3 separate regions of the Mus musculus genome follow, and regions 1 and 2 are each linked to region 3. The links are chromatin contacts, called in public HiCAR-type and promoter capture Hi-C maps. All regions are on one chromosome and are shown on one strand. Each heading gives the region's core, a stretch centred on a gene start, on an enhancer-like site or on the middle of the called end of the contact. The rest is flanking DNA. Distances are from core to core; before and after follow the strand shown. Region 1 holds the start of Ddx46 (DEAD box helicase 46). Region 2 holds the start of B230219D22Rik (RIKEN cDNA B230219D22 gene). Region 3 holds the start of Higd2a (HIG1 domain family, member 2A).

Region 1 (4,259 bases), core at 656-3,155, 1.0 Mb before region 3:
TGGAGGCAGTGCCTCTGGCAGTTGGAAGCGCAGCTTGTATCTATAAAAACGAAAGTATTGTCTTGTTGCTGAGCACAGAACAGATCAAACGGAGGAGGCAACAGGAGGAGAGAAACCATGAGACTGAAGCAAGCATCCGGCTTCAGAGAAGCCCCGCTTAGGTCAGAATAGCGAGAGTAGATGCTGAGAAATACCAAGATCTCCAGTGGAGATAAAACATAGAAGCCCAAAACACTAGCACTGACTCATCTTAATTATGAATTAAATACCAAGTATGAGGGCAAGAGAGAAGGGCTGGGTGTCTCCACATGGGACCAGAATAAGCAGGAAAGGGAGGCTGTGCTGAGGGGAGAGGCCATGGTCGTCCAGCCCATGTTCCGAATGTGTGAGGCCCTGACATCAGCTCATAGCAGCCTTCCTCGCCATCACTGAAGGCTGCCATTACTAGGAATCAACAATCCATTCGCTTTCTGAGCCTTCTCAGGATCTACCTAGAAAGCTCCAGATGAGCGGAAGCCAGGCACCACAGGAAGTCAACTGTACGCAGGTAAATGGGTGAAAAGGACCTTCTGCGAAAGGTCTGGGGAGTCTGAATTTCCTCTTGAAAGTAACAGGATCCAACAGATACTAAGTCAAAAAATGGCAAGGTCTTATTGTTATTTTGATTCCAGCAATACAAATATAATAATTATAACAGCAAGATCAAGAAAGGTAATTCAGGCCGGGTGTGGTGGCGCACGCCTTTAATCCCAGCACTCAGGAGGCAGAGGCAGGCAGATTTCTGAATTCGAGGCCAGCCTAGTCTACAAAGTAAGTTCCAGAACAGCCAGGGCTATACAGAGAAACCCTGTCTCGGACCCCCCACCCCCCCAAAAAAAGAACCATGGTCACTGGCAATACACCCTTTATACGGAAGATGCTACAGGTTTTTTTGGTTTGCAAAAATTTCAAGCTGCTCCACTCACACTTGGCTTGTTTCCCTGAACCTAAGTTTTAACCCAGTACGCCAAGTTTTCATTCTCCCTACACAGTGAACCACAGTACCTTTCAGACTGGCTACATACATACCAGTCATCTCATCTTTCAAGATGATGATTATAATAATAGTAGTAGTAGTAATAATATCATCATCATCTACCTCAAGGTCCTAATCCGTTATTAAAACCTAAAGTTTTGAAGACACCGTAAGGTGCCCGCGTGAAAGGTTTCACAAAGAAGCAGGCAACATAGTAACAAAATGTATCCGCGGAATAAATGGCCATGGAACAGGTGTTTTTGTTGTAACCCAATAAAAGCCGGTCCTGCACATATAGCAGGTGCGTAAAAAAGGCCTGCATACGCTCCTTCTAAATGACTTAGGCAGAGAGGCCCACGTGCGCACGAAAGTAACCCAGAGTGGAGGCAAACAATGTTGTGAAGACGAAGAGGAACGGGAGTGAACCGGCTCTGGGTTGACCCGGGGGATGAGGCGGGAGGCTCCGTGATGGGCGGGGTGGGGTCAGGGGGACTGTTCCCGCTCAGGGCTCGACCGGTGGTCGCAAGCTCACGGCAATCGGCTGCCCTGCATGCCAGCTGCGCCTCGTCACAGCCCGGGTGACCGGGTCCTCAGCAGCCACACGCGCGGCCACCCGCACTCTACCCGCAGCGCCGCTCCCTCCACCCGCTCGCTCCCCTCCGAGCCCAAGAAGCCGCTCGCCCGCGGACTCACCGAGACTCCCGGCCCATGCTGCCGGCCAGCAGAAGGCCTGCGCCCTCGGGGACGATGCGCAGGCCTATGAAGAGGACAAAGGAGGGAGGCAGCAAGCTCTCACGGTACCGAGCGAGGACCGGTCCTACGAAATGGACAGAGCTCCAGCAGTGACCGCCATCAGAGCGTGGCCAACGAAAACAGGATGTGCTGGTGCCGGGGTGCGGAAGGAAGGAGCGGGCGGAAGGAAGCGGCTGCTTCTCCAGAGCGCCACCAACCGACTGGAGGCCGCGCGGCGCGGGCTGCGCCGGCAGCAACAACTTACTTTTCTAGCGCAACCCGCAGCCCTTTTTGGCGCTATGGAGTGTGCCATCAGCCAGGTCAGCCTTGCAAAGGGTCTTCGCTGCAGACCACCGAGGAACCTAATGCAGCCTGCGGCTCTCCCAGGGAGTGTGTCTGTTTGCCTTAATCTGCATTAACTAATGCTCCTGTCTCCTTATATGCTCCGTACTGAGTCACTTATGTGTATGCCAGATCCTGACAACTAATAGTAGTGATGTGTCTTCGACACAAGGAGCATCATACTGAAGAGGAAAGACTCTTCAATATGAGATGTGAAGACTTAGAATCTACAGAACAGAGATAAACTGCACTAAGGATTATAATAGTTCTTAACACTGGGAAGCTTTCGGGGCAGGGGGGAATACATGATCCGTTCAACCGCTCAGGAAATGGGGCCCAAAGGCACCAGACAAAAAGCACGGGCCTCCCTCTTGCTCTGGCTCTTTGTCTGGATCACTCCATTTCTGCTTATTATCTTTATATTCACATTTTGACCTGTCCTTTAAGTGTTTTACTTACCGAACTTACCCCTATACTGGAACAAAGAAGCCCTCCCAAAGGATTTCCTATGCCTACAAACACCTCAAATGACCAATCAGATTAAAGACAACCTGGCCTTGGTAGAACAAAGCAAAGCAAGAGCAAATAGATTCCCTACCTACAGAGGTCCTCCAAGACTGCAAAAGACTAACTTCATGACTGCAAAAAATGGAGGCGTCTATGCCTTCCTAGGAAAAGGATGTTTTCATGAAAACCAATTAGGCCTAATAAAGGGAACCACTGAGCAACTATTTTAAAACAAACTCAAAACCAGAAAAGGAACAGACAATGCATTCTAGAAGAACACCTGGATGCCTGGGGCCATGCATCACACCATTGGCAGGTGCGGTCATTGGTTTTTGGTTGGCTGGTTGGTTGGTTGGTTGGTTGGTTTTCTGAGACAGGGTTTCTCTGTGTAGCCCTGGCTGTCCTGGAACTCACTCTGTAGACCAGGCTGGCCTCGAACTCAGAAATCCATCTGCCTCTGCCTCCCAAGTGCTGGGATTAAAGTCATGCGTCACTACTGCCTGGCCTATTTTTGTTTGTTTGTTTGTTTGTTTTCTTTGTTTATTGAGACAGGCTTTCTCTGTGTAGCCCTGGCTGTCCTGGAACTCACTCTGTAGACCAGAATTTTGGTTTCTTTTTTTTTTTTTTTTTTTTTCTTTTTTTCAAGACAGGGTTTCTCTGTAGCCCTGGCTATCCTGGAACTCACTCTGTAGACCAGGTTGGCCTCGAACTCAAAAATCCACCTGCCTCTGCCTCCCAAGTGCTGGGATTAAAAGTGTGTGCCACCACTGCCCAGCCAAATTTAACATTTCTGTTCGAGTTTGGTTTTAAAAGATACTCTGCATAGCTAAAAAGATTTCTCAGAGGTAAAGAGCCCTTGTTGCTCCTGCGGAAGATCTGGGTTCGATTCCCATTACAGACACGGTGGTTCAGAACCATTCATAACTCTAATTCCAGGGGCTCCAATGCTCTCTTCTTACCTCCCTAAGCACCAAGCACACATATGGTATAAATACATACAGGCAGGCAAAACACACAAGATAAAATGAATAAATCTAATAGGAACAATCTTAAAAGACATGTAGCTCAATGTCAGACCACCAAGCTGGTGTGCACAAGGCCTGAGTTTGGTTGCAGCACAGAAAGTCAAGGCAAAAGACAAAGACACACTTGTGAGAATGTACAAGAGAAAATTCCCAACTATGACTGTGACTAGAGAAGCACATTTTTGGTAGAGCTGGAGAGGCAGGTACACAGTTAAGAGCAATTGCTGTCTGCTCTTGCAGAGGACTTTTGATTCAGTTCCCAGTCCCCACAGGGCCGCTCGCAACTGTTTACAACTCCAGGGGATTCATCTGACTCCCTCTTCAGGCCTCTGCAAGTACCAGACATGCACAAGGTACACAGGCAAACATGCAGGCAGGACACGCAGACACATCAAATAAAACTAAATCTAAACAAAAAAGAGATGAATACAAGATGCATAGAATATAAACCTTTAAAAAAATGCATAGGGCTGGAGAGATGGCTTAGTGGGTAAGAGCACTGACTGCTCTTCCGAAGGTTCTGAGTTCAAATCCCAGCAACCACATGGTGGCTCACAACCATCTGTAATGAGATCTGATGCCCTCTTCTGGGGTATCTGAAGACAGATAGTGTACTTACCTATAATAAATAAATAAAT
Region 2 (4,530 bases), core at 401-2,900, 1.1 Mb before region 3:
CCTATTTCGGCACTATAAAGTCCGTTGTGTATAAAACCACCACATATATTTACATGCATGATAAATTTCAGCATTTGGCTAACACATTAGCATTAATGCCTACCTCTTTCCACTCTAAGACCTACCTGCTGATAATTCTTTGGTTTGCTTTTGGGGATTTTTAATTTTTGAGGTTTGTCTTCATAACAATCCTCCTGCCTCACCAAGAAAGTAATGGGTGTAAAGGTGTTAACCAACATGCTTGGTCAGCTATTACCTTATGTTTTAAATTATGCTTGTCTACATGAGAACAAATGAGTGTGAGTCCCCCCGGGGTGCAACACATGGAGTTACATTTGGTTCCCAGTGCACCGTAGTGCAGGGAGCCAAACCCTACTTCTCTTCAAGCCTGGTACACGCTCTTAACTGCTTTTTTTCCCAGCTATTCTTGGATTCTTTCCATGCAAAGTTCACTAAAATGATGCAGGTTACATTTGAGAAAAGTGGGCGGAGGAATTTCTCTTAAGACGTGGGTGGAACATAAGCTAGGAGTTAACAGAACAAATCGTGTTGCAAAGCAAAGGCTACAGTTGGTTTTGTTTTGTTTGTGGTACTAGGGGTGGACCCCAATGCCTTGCACACATCAAACAAACGAAGAAGCATCTTTTAAAATGGTGCACCGGTAAGTTTAAGGAAGCCAGCGAGGAGTTTCACTGTGACTAAATTAGTAGTTTTGAAGGTCTGCTGCGACCTGCTTTCCCTTAAGTTTTACTGTGGGTGTTTAATCCTGCCGTCTTCCAATGAAACAATCACATTTCTTTCTTTTTTTTTTTTTACCTTGAATGTGGCAGACATTGCTCCCAAAAAAACTATTTTTAGTAAATTCACAAGGCACCTTTAAGCTTTGTAAATATAGCAAAGCTTCAAAGGCCCACACGCCGTTCTCCTCCAAGGATCAAATATCCCACAACCCTCGGTGTTTTGTTACTATCTAGCTAACTACTGTATATAATCACATATGATTTTATAATTCTAAACAAGTGTGGGAGGCCGTGTCAACCACTGAGGATGCTGCTCCGCTCCCGCCTCCCGAGAAGTTTACACAACATAAATAACGGTCTCCTTTGTCTTCTCTGCGCTCCTTAGCCGTGCCCCACGGCGCTTCCCCAAGTCAGCATCCTAACGGGACCCCGAGGCGTTCCCCGCCGCGCTCTCGGGATGCGGGGACGACCGCAGCTCCAGGGCGAGACTGCGGCCCCGCGCCCACCCTGCAGCCCTGGCTGCGCGGCCCGCGCCGTGACTTCCGCTTGCCGCGAGGCCGGCGGGCGCCCGGGCGGAAGTACCGCGGGGAAGGAGGCCGCCCCGGAGGAAGGAGGCGCCCGCGCTCGCCGCCGCATCCCGCATCCCGCTCGCCGGGCCCCGCGCCAGCCGCCGCCCCGCGCCCTACCTCGGCCGCTCGGAGCCCGGCCCTCAGAGCGCCCAGGGGCCGCCCATAGGCAGGAAAGCTCCCGCCCGTTCCGTTCACTCCGGCCGCGCCCGCTCCGGGCGGCCCTGTCCAGTCACGGCAGAGGGCCGGCGGCGGCGGCGGCGAAGGCCACGCCAGCGCCCGACTCCCTGGAGCCCTCACCGCGGGGCCCCGGACGCGGGAGGAAGAAGCCGCCACAGCCCCGGAATGTGAGCGCCGCCTGCGCAGGCGCAGGCACGCCTAAGTATCGCGAGACTCTTCGCGCGGCCCGCGAACGGAGTGCGCAGGCGCGCGCGAAGCGGACGGTCCCTGTGCGGAGCTCCAGTCCCGCCAAGATGAGCGAGCGGATGGTCGGCTCGGTGACTTCCCAGAATGCAGGGTCACTCCGTGACGCAGGCATCGTTTGAAGCCCGCTGCAGTTGTCCAGAAGCCGTTTACACAGCTGTTTGAAAACGATGTTTGCTCATGCCTGTCTGCAGCCCTTAAGACTCATTCATTGTCTGGGGGCTGGAGAGATGGCTCAGTGGTTAGGAGCACAGACTGCTCTTCCAGAGGTCCTGAGTTCAAGTCCCAGCAACCACATGGTGGCTCACAACCATCTGTAAAGGGATCTGATTGCCCTCTTCTGGTGTGTCTGAGAGCTACAGTGTACTCATATACATAAAATGAGTTTGGAGTCAACCTGGGCTACAGAGCATGAACAAACAAAAATAAACCAGCAGAAATGTTAGGCACGGCAATATGAGTAGGCACACGGGTGACTCATCATGGTCAGGGTTCACAGCAGAGGTACCAGTAAAGCTTGCTTCTTTCCTGCAGCTAGCATCTCAGGGGTAAGGTGGAGCTCCCAGCCTTACCTCAGTCTTTGAGAATTTTCTAGCCATGGTACTTACTATCCTTGGGCTTCAAGTTAGCTCATCTCCAGGCAGCAGAAGTATTCCCAAATAAATCTAAAAGAAATGTTGAAAATCCTTAGTCATCATGGAAATGCAAATAAAAATGATTCTGAAATCCCACAATGGCTAAATAAATAAATAACCAACTCAAAACTGGGCAGTGGTGGCGCACGCCTTTAATCCCAGCACTTGGGAGGCAAAAGTAGGCGGATTTCTGAGTTTGAGGCCAGCCTGGTCTACAGAGTGAGTTCCAGGACAGCCTGCCTTGAAACCCTCCCCAAACAAACAAACAAACAAACAAAAAGACTCAGTGTCTGCCCTTTAGTTTCTTAAGGGTGGGTAGGGCAGGACTGCCCATATCCAAACATGAGAATATTCAGATGGTGATGGTGTTAGGGCTCTCAGATGTAAGATGTGTAATAATTAAGGTATTTTATGTGGGGTGCCCTGTAGTATTTAGTTTTTTTTTTTTTTTTAATCCCTGACATCTCTACAATGTGCCATATCCTTTATCCTAAAAGGCGGAACCACTAGCCTAATTCCATTTGGCGGTATTTCCTTCTGAGTCGCTTGGTTGTAGAATTATCCTGGATTCAGAGTTCTTACTATAAGCCCGGAACATGAAATTGATAGTATTGGGCTGGAGTTATGGCTCAGTGGTTAAGAGCACTGACTGTTCTTCCAGAGGTCCTGAGTTCAATTCCCAGCAACCACATGGTGGCTCACAACCATCTGTAATGAGATCTGATGCCCTCTTCTGGTGTGTCAGTGACAGTACACTTACATACAGGAAATAAATAAATAAATCTTGAAAGAAAGAAAGAAAGAAAGAAAGAAAGAAAGAAAGAAAGAAGGAAATTGACAGTCTTCTGTCTCTAAATAGACTTCTGAGGGAAAACCAAAACCTCCCCAGCAGGAGGCAACAATAACCCTAGATTCCCCATGGTACCCAAGGAGCAAACAGCCCCTCTCTTCAAAGGTACTAAAGCGGGCATTAACAACATAGTTTTGCTATTATTGTTTTTTTTTTAATGGAAAAAAAAAACCCACAAATCCCAGAGCTGCCAAGGAGACTCCTGTCTGATAGAGAGAACCACTGGCAGCTGCTCCAATGGGCCTTACTTCGGCCACAACTTAAGAGGAGCCAGCCTAAAGCTTGGAGCTGGCAGCCCAGAAGCAGCTTAGCAGGTGGCTACACTGTAGCAGCTAGACTGCAGAAATCTGGGAGTCAGAGAGCTGAGAGGTGAGCCTGGAAGTCCACCTTCCTGCTCATAAAAAGGAGGGCACTCAATTGCTAGCTCTGGCTGCTGAGCTGTGACATTGAGGGTACTGATGTGTCCATTTTTTGAGCTTTAACTAGAGGCTGGAAACTAGGCCCCTGGCACTTAAAAGATTTATTTATTTCATTTATGAGTACACTGTAGCTGTCTTCAGGCACACCAGAAGAGGGCATCAGATCCCATTACAGATAGTTGTGAATGTCCATGTGGTTGCTGGGAATTGAACTCAGGACCTCTGGAAGAGCAAGCAGCCAGTGCTCTTAACTATTGAGCCATCTTTCTAGCTTTTACAAGCTGCTCTTAGGAGGGTCCTGGCACTGCATTTAGAGTTACTGGCTCAAGCCAGTTTCTTTTTGAATAGAGCTAAAGGACCTTCAGCTCCGGCTGAAGCTTGGAGGTGATCTCTATGCCATGCTTCATTGTGTTTGTCTTAGTCAGGGTTTCTTTTGTTTGTTTGTTTGTGGGTTTTTTTTTTTGGTTTTGTTTTTTGGTTTTTTTGTTGTTGTTTTTATTTGTTTTGTTTTATGAGACAGGGTTTCTCTGTATAGCCCTGGCTGTCTGGAACTCACTTTGTAGACCAGGCTGGCCTCGAACTCAGAAGTCCACCTGCCTCTGCCTCCAGAGTGCCGCCACCAAGCCCGGCTTTCGTCAGGGTTTCTATTCCTGCACAAACATTATGACCAAGAAGCAGTTGGGGAAGAAAGGATTTATTCAGCTTACACTTCCACATTGCTGTTCATCACCAAAGGAAGTCAGGACTAGAACTCAAGCAGGTCAGGAAGCAGGAGCTGATGCAGAGGCCATGGAGGGATGTTACTTACTGGCTTGGTCAGCCTGCTCTCTTATTTTGTCCCCCACCCCCCGCCCAGAGCTGAGGACCGAACCCAGGGCCTTGGGGTTGCTAGGCAAG
Region 3 (4,658 bases), core at 1,790-4,289:
AAAGGAAGTGAGGCCAGCGTGCTCTAAGGCTGTGTCTAGGCCTGAGTAAGGGTGGCAAATACAGCATCCGCCCAACCTTCTTCCTCGAGAGTGACCAAGACCCTCTTAAGACATGCAGGCCTGCTGCAGTACAGATGTGCCTCCCTCTTCAGCTATTCCCCCCTGTGGACTTAGGATAAGCAACAGTGACCACACCTTCTTCCCCTTCAGCAGAGGCCGTATAACAGGACTTTAAGCCATTACGATCTACATGGTGTTTGAAAAGATTTGGGTAATTGCTAACAGTATTAGTTCCCTAAGATTGCCATTAAAGAATACCAAAAAACCTGGCTGCCTTAGAGCATCAGAAATCTGTTGTCTCAATTCCGGAGGCTAAAAGTCCCAAATTTGGGAACGACCAAGCCACGCCCCCCAGAGATGCTAAGGCAGGACCTGTGCCTCTCGTAGCTTCTAGTAGCTCAGGTATCCTTTGGTTTGCAGATATAGGTCTCCAGTTTTGCTTACACCCTCACATGGCTGTCTGTGTTCATCATTTTCCCATGTATAATTTGTGTGTCCAATTTTTTTTCTTTTTTTGGTTTTTTTGAGACAGGGTTTCTCTGTATAGCTCTGGCTGTCAATCTTTTTTTTTAAATATGGATACGAGGGGCTAGATATATGGTTCAGTGGTTAAGAGCACTGGCTGCTCTTCCAGAGGTTCTGAGATCAATGCCCAGCAACTAACTACATGGAAACTTAAAACCATCTGTAATGGGATCTGATACCCTCTTCTGGCATGCGTGTGTACATGCAGAGAGAGAGAGGGGAGTGGGGAGAACTCCTAAATAAATTTTAAAACAATGGATACCAGTATTACTGGATTAAAGCCCACCTTAAAGACTGTATTTTAACTATTGATGGTCATGGCTGTAAAGTCCTATTGCCAAATAAGGCCTAAAAAATTAAGAGTTGGAGTTCGACTTTTAAATGTATTTTAGGGGGTGGGGGCATCATAACACTAGGTGGACATTACCTTTAAATACGGCACCATCTTCAGCTCCTTATGCCCTGTTCTTGCATCCTGAGGGCTTCACAATGCAGTGTTCCACACTGGCAATATGCCTTGTGGTTAAGATCATGATGGAGATACAAACACCTAGCTCTAGTCACGGACCTTCCACTCAGAGATTGAAAACATGTCAGGGCCCAAGAAATGTATCTTCACTTTCTTCCCTTTCCCCTTCAGGAGGTATTCAGAGAGGCAGGGTGACCCATGGGAGGATTCGGTTCCTCAAAGCAACACAGTGACTACAGATCACAAATGCCTTTGAGACGCCTGTGTCAAAAGCTGGAGTGGTAAAGAGATCAGCAGAGTGGAGGGTCGCAGAGGAGGCTGCACCGGAGTAAGAGAAGTAGTCAAAGAATGGTGGTGGTGTGTGTTTGAACATCCTGACTCACAACAGGACCACGACAGGCCTCATCTACAGGCTACAGAAACTTGGAAATTGCTGGCAAACTTTCCCGTATTACATCAAACAGCTCACTGAATTAGAATCCCAAGAATGAACATTTGGGAATCTCTACTTTTAACCAGTGCCCCAAGTAACTTGACAGTGCCGAGGAAAGTTTGGATAGCACTAGGCTCTATGTTCCTCTTTCACAACTGGAGAATAAACCTCCGGCCTCACAATCACTATGTACTGTACTGCTGAGCTGTACCCTCAGGCCATTTTAAATGATACAGAGTCTAAGTTACTCTACTGAGTGATCTTGCATTTTTTTTTTTTTCCGAGACAGGGTTTCGAGACAGGCTCTGTATAGCCCTGGCTGTCCTGGAACTCACTCTGTAGACTAGGCTGGCCTCAAACTCAGAAACCCACCTGCCTCTGCCTCCCAAGCGCTGGGATTAAAGGCATGTGCCACCACTGCCCGGTGATCTTGAACTCTTGAAGTCATGTGCAGTCAGGCAAGATTCTTTCTTCTCCCTCAACCTTCAGAACAGTTAAGGCAATAGGCATGCACTGTCAGACCTAGCTGATTTTTAAAGGCCAGTCCTACTGACAGCCTGTTCCCTCTTAAAAATTTAAAGGAAAAATCATGGTTTTGATCGTAGGAATGAGATTAAGAAATAGTTCATCACATACAAGTGTAATAAGCTTTTATTAAGTAATTAAGGGGACGCATCACAAATAGAAGCATGCAACCCAACTGAAATGAACCTGGGATTTTGGGAGCGGGAGGGGGCAGCGGTGGAAGCGCAAATCAGTTACAAAATCGGCCACTTCCTCACCCAAATGACAATAAGGTCCGGTCTGAAACGGAGGGAGCAAGTCTGACAGGGATGTCTGTTGTTCCTGGGTTTTGTAATGGTTTCCATGGCGCTTTAAGACCCGGCTATACTCAGGCTTGAGACTTCATAGCAGATGCCGCTAACCCCAACAAGATGGCTACGACCGTGAAACCCTGTGCAGCGATCCGGGTGCGCATCATGAGTTGGGATCGGTGGCTCTGGCCGCGGTGGAAGCAGTAAAGGCCATAGGTGAGGGCAGCCGCCGTCCCCAGACAGCCTGGGGAGAGGACAACACACGCGGGAGGCAACAGGTCGGGTCCTGCAGGTCCCTTAAGGATGTAGCCCGTCCCAGCTTTCCCAGAGCCACAACAGGAGGGCAGTTCTACAGTCTGCTTCATCTAGTCCCAAGCCCCGCAATGCATTCCGATTCGTTTCAGTCACCCCCCACCCCGCACCGTCATTTCGTCACACCTCTGGTCCGCTCCCCTTCCCAAACCCCAGGCTTACTTGATCCACCCCTATTTCCTTTCCCTACGAAACCGCTGTCCTCTCGGTCTTCCGTTCCTACAGCACACACTTACCTATAGGCACCATTGGGTTCTCACGGGTCTTGCGAATAAACTTTTCCTTAAAGCCCTCTGGGTTGGAGTAGACCGTGGGGCTGAAGCCCTCGATAACTGGGGGCTTGGACGGATCAAAAGGCGCCTCTGGACTCACAGGACCGGGAGCCGCCATACCCACCAGCACAGAAATAGGTAGGACACAAATCCGGACACCGGACCCCGCCTTCTGATGAGGTCACTACGGGGCGGGGAAATAGCTTGCTGAGTGTAGCACGCAGGCGCCATTGCCCGTTGCTTTCTGGGAGTTGTAGTAAGTGAATGTGGAGGCACTAACTACTAAAACTACATTTCCCAAGAATCCTTGCGCGCACGGGTGGACGGAGACTATTAACACGCGGCTCTGAGAGCGTGGTTCTTGAGTTTGAGCTGCTGTTTCAAGGGTTTGAGCTGCTGTTGGGGCAGTTAGCGAGATGCCCAAGGCTAAGGGAAAGACTCGGAGGCAGAAGTTCGGTTACAACGTCAACCGAAAGCGTCTGAACCGGAATGCTCGTCGGAAGGCAGCGCCACGGATTGAGTGGTGAGGGGCCAGTTTGGAGGCGGGGGCCTGGGCTGGGATCTAAGGTGAGGTGACAGAATCTCGATTTCTCTCTCTCTCTTTGATGTTAGTTCCCACATACGACATGCCTGGGACCACACCAAATCCGTGCGGCAGAACCTGGCGGAGATGGGGTTGGCCATGGACCCCAACAAGGCGGTTCCCCTCCGTAAGAAGAAGGTACTGATAACGCAAAGCACTTTCCCCATCTCCACACTAGCCGCTTCCTATTTTCCTTCCCACCTGACGTTCCTTCACTGAGCAGAGTTTCAGAATTTGTTCTCTCTCTCTCTCTCTCTCTCTCTCTCTCTCACACACACACACACACACTTACTTCCCATATTTGTGATAAAGTCATTTTGCTTGCACTAATTCTGGTCAAAGACCTTTAACGACCTCCTTTATTCACGCCCCCTCCTCTGCTTACCATTTCTTCTCAGGTCAGTGGAATTTTCTAGAATGTATCTTTTTCTGTCCCCCAGAGCTTGAGGGGTTTTTTTTGTTTTGTTGTTTTTTCGTTTTTCGAGACAGGGTTTTTCTGTATAGCCCTGGCTGTGCTGGAACTTACTTTGTAGACCAGGCTGGCCTCGAACTCAGAAATCTGCCTGCCTCTGCCTCCCAAGTGCTGGGATTAAAGGCGTGCACCAACACCCCCCGGCTTACCCCAAGAGTTTTTTTTTTTTTTTTTTTTTTTTTAGTAAAATTATAACTAAGCACTGGCAGGTAAGTCCTCCCCATGAAGAAGCTATCGGACATGGCTCCCTGTAACTTATAAAGCGCTCTTCATGCACATGGTTTTTGTGGTGCTACTACACAGCAGAGTAAGGAAAGCATAGATATAGGCAGAAAGATGAATTGCTTGTTAAAAATATTACTGTGGGTGTCATATGCAACTGTATGAACATATCATGTGTGGTGTGACATGTGAGTGTGAGCATTAACATACCATGTGTGGTGTGACATGTGAGTGTGAGCATGAGCATACTGTGTGTGGTATGACATGTGAGTGTGAGCATGAACATACCGTGTGTGGTGTGATCTGGTTCTAGTGACTTTGGGCAAGGATTTTCTGATACAAGACATAGTTGTGTTTCCATAGGGAATGTCCTTCCCTAACGTTGGTCAAACTCTGACCAAAGGTGCTTGTCTGTTGGTCTCAAACCTGTTCTTTACAGGTAAAGGCCATGGAGGTAGACACGGAGGAGCGACCCCGGGATCTTGTACGGAAGCC

The links. Promoter capture Hi-C pulls out the DNA fragments that hold promoters and counts their contacts. HiCAR-type assays count read pairs that join an accessible place to other places.
Region 1: a contact with region 3 is called in a HiCAR-type map of astrocytes, with 4 times the contacts expected there. The contact joins the promoter of Ddx46 here to the promoter of Higd2a in region 3. A contact is called at or near these places in 4 of 39 promoter capture datasets (the C10 cell line, liver, neutrophils and 1 more), 2 of 115 datasets of contacts at active chromatin or transcription factors (astrocytes and pancreatic cancer cells) and 2 of 9 other capture datasets (liver and macrophages).
Region 2: a contact with region 3 is called in a promoter capture Hi-C map of liver, with 2.5 times the contacts expected there. The contact joins the promoter of B230219D22Rik here to the promoter of Higd2a in region 3. A contact is called at or near these places in 4 of 39 promoter capture datasets (the C10 cell line, liver and pre-B cells), 1 of 484 Hi-C or Micro-C datasets (pre-B cells) and 1 of 9 other capture datasets (adipose tissue).

The regions. Positions count from the first base shown.
Region 1 is chr13:55,632,645-55,636,903 of GRCm38.p6, reverse strand. It overlaps Ddx46 (DEAD box helicase 46), which reads right to left and starts at 1,905. Exons shown (of 23, transcript NM_001282055.1): 1 at 1,709-1,905. The coding sequence starts at 1,725.
Region 2 is chr13:55,690,244-55,694,773 of GRCm38.p6, reverse strand. It overlaps B230219D22Rik (RIKEN cDNA B230219D22 gene), which reads right to left and starts at 1,650. Exons shown (of 2, transcript NM_181278.2): 1 at 1,427-1,650.
Region 3 is chr13:54,588,612-54,593,269 of GRCm38.p6, reverse strand. Higd2a (HIG1 domain family, member 2A) reads right to left here and starts at 3,039. Exons shown (of 2, transcript NM_025933.3): 1 at 2,851-3,039; 2 at 2,123-2,546. The coding sequence starts at 3,004. The coding sequence ends at 2,380. Nop16 (NOP16 nucleolar protein) reads left to right here and starts at 3,196. Exons shown (of 5, transcript NM_178605.4): 1 at 3,196-3,409; 2 at 3,499-3,607; 3 at 4,603-4,658. The coding sequence starts at 3,303. It overlaps Cltb (clathrin, light polypeptide (Lcb)), which reads left to right. Exons shown (of 6, transcript NM_001347512.1): 6 at 1-884.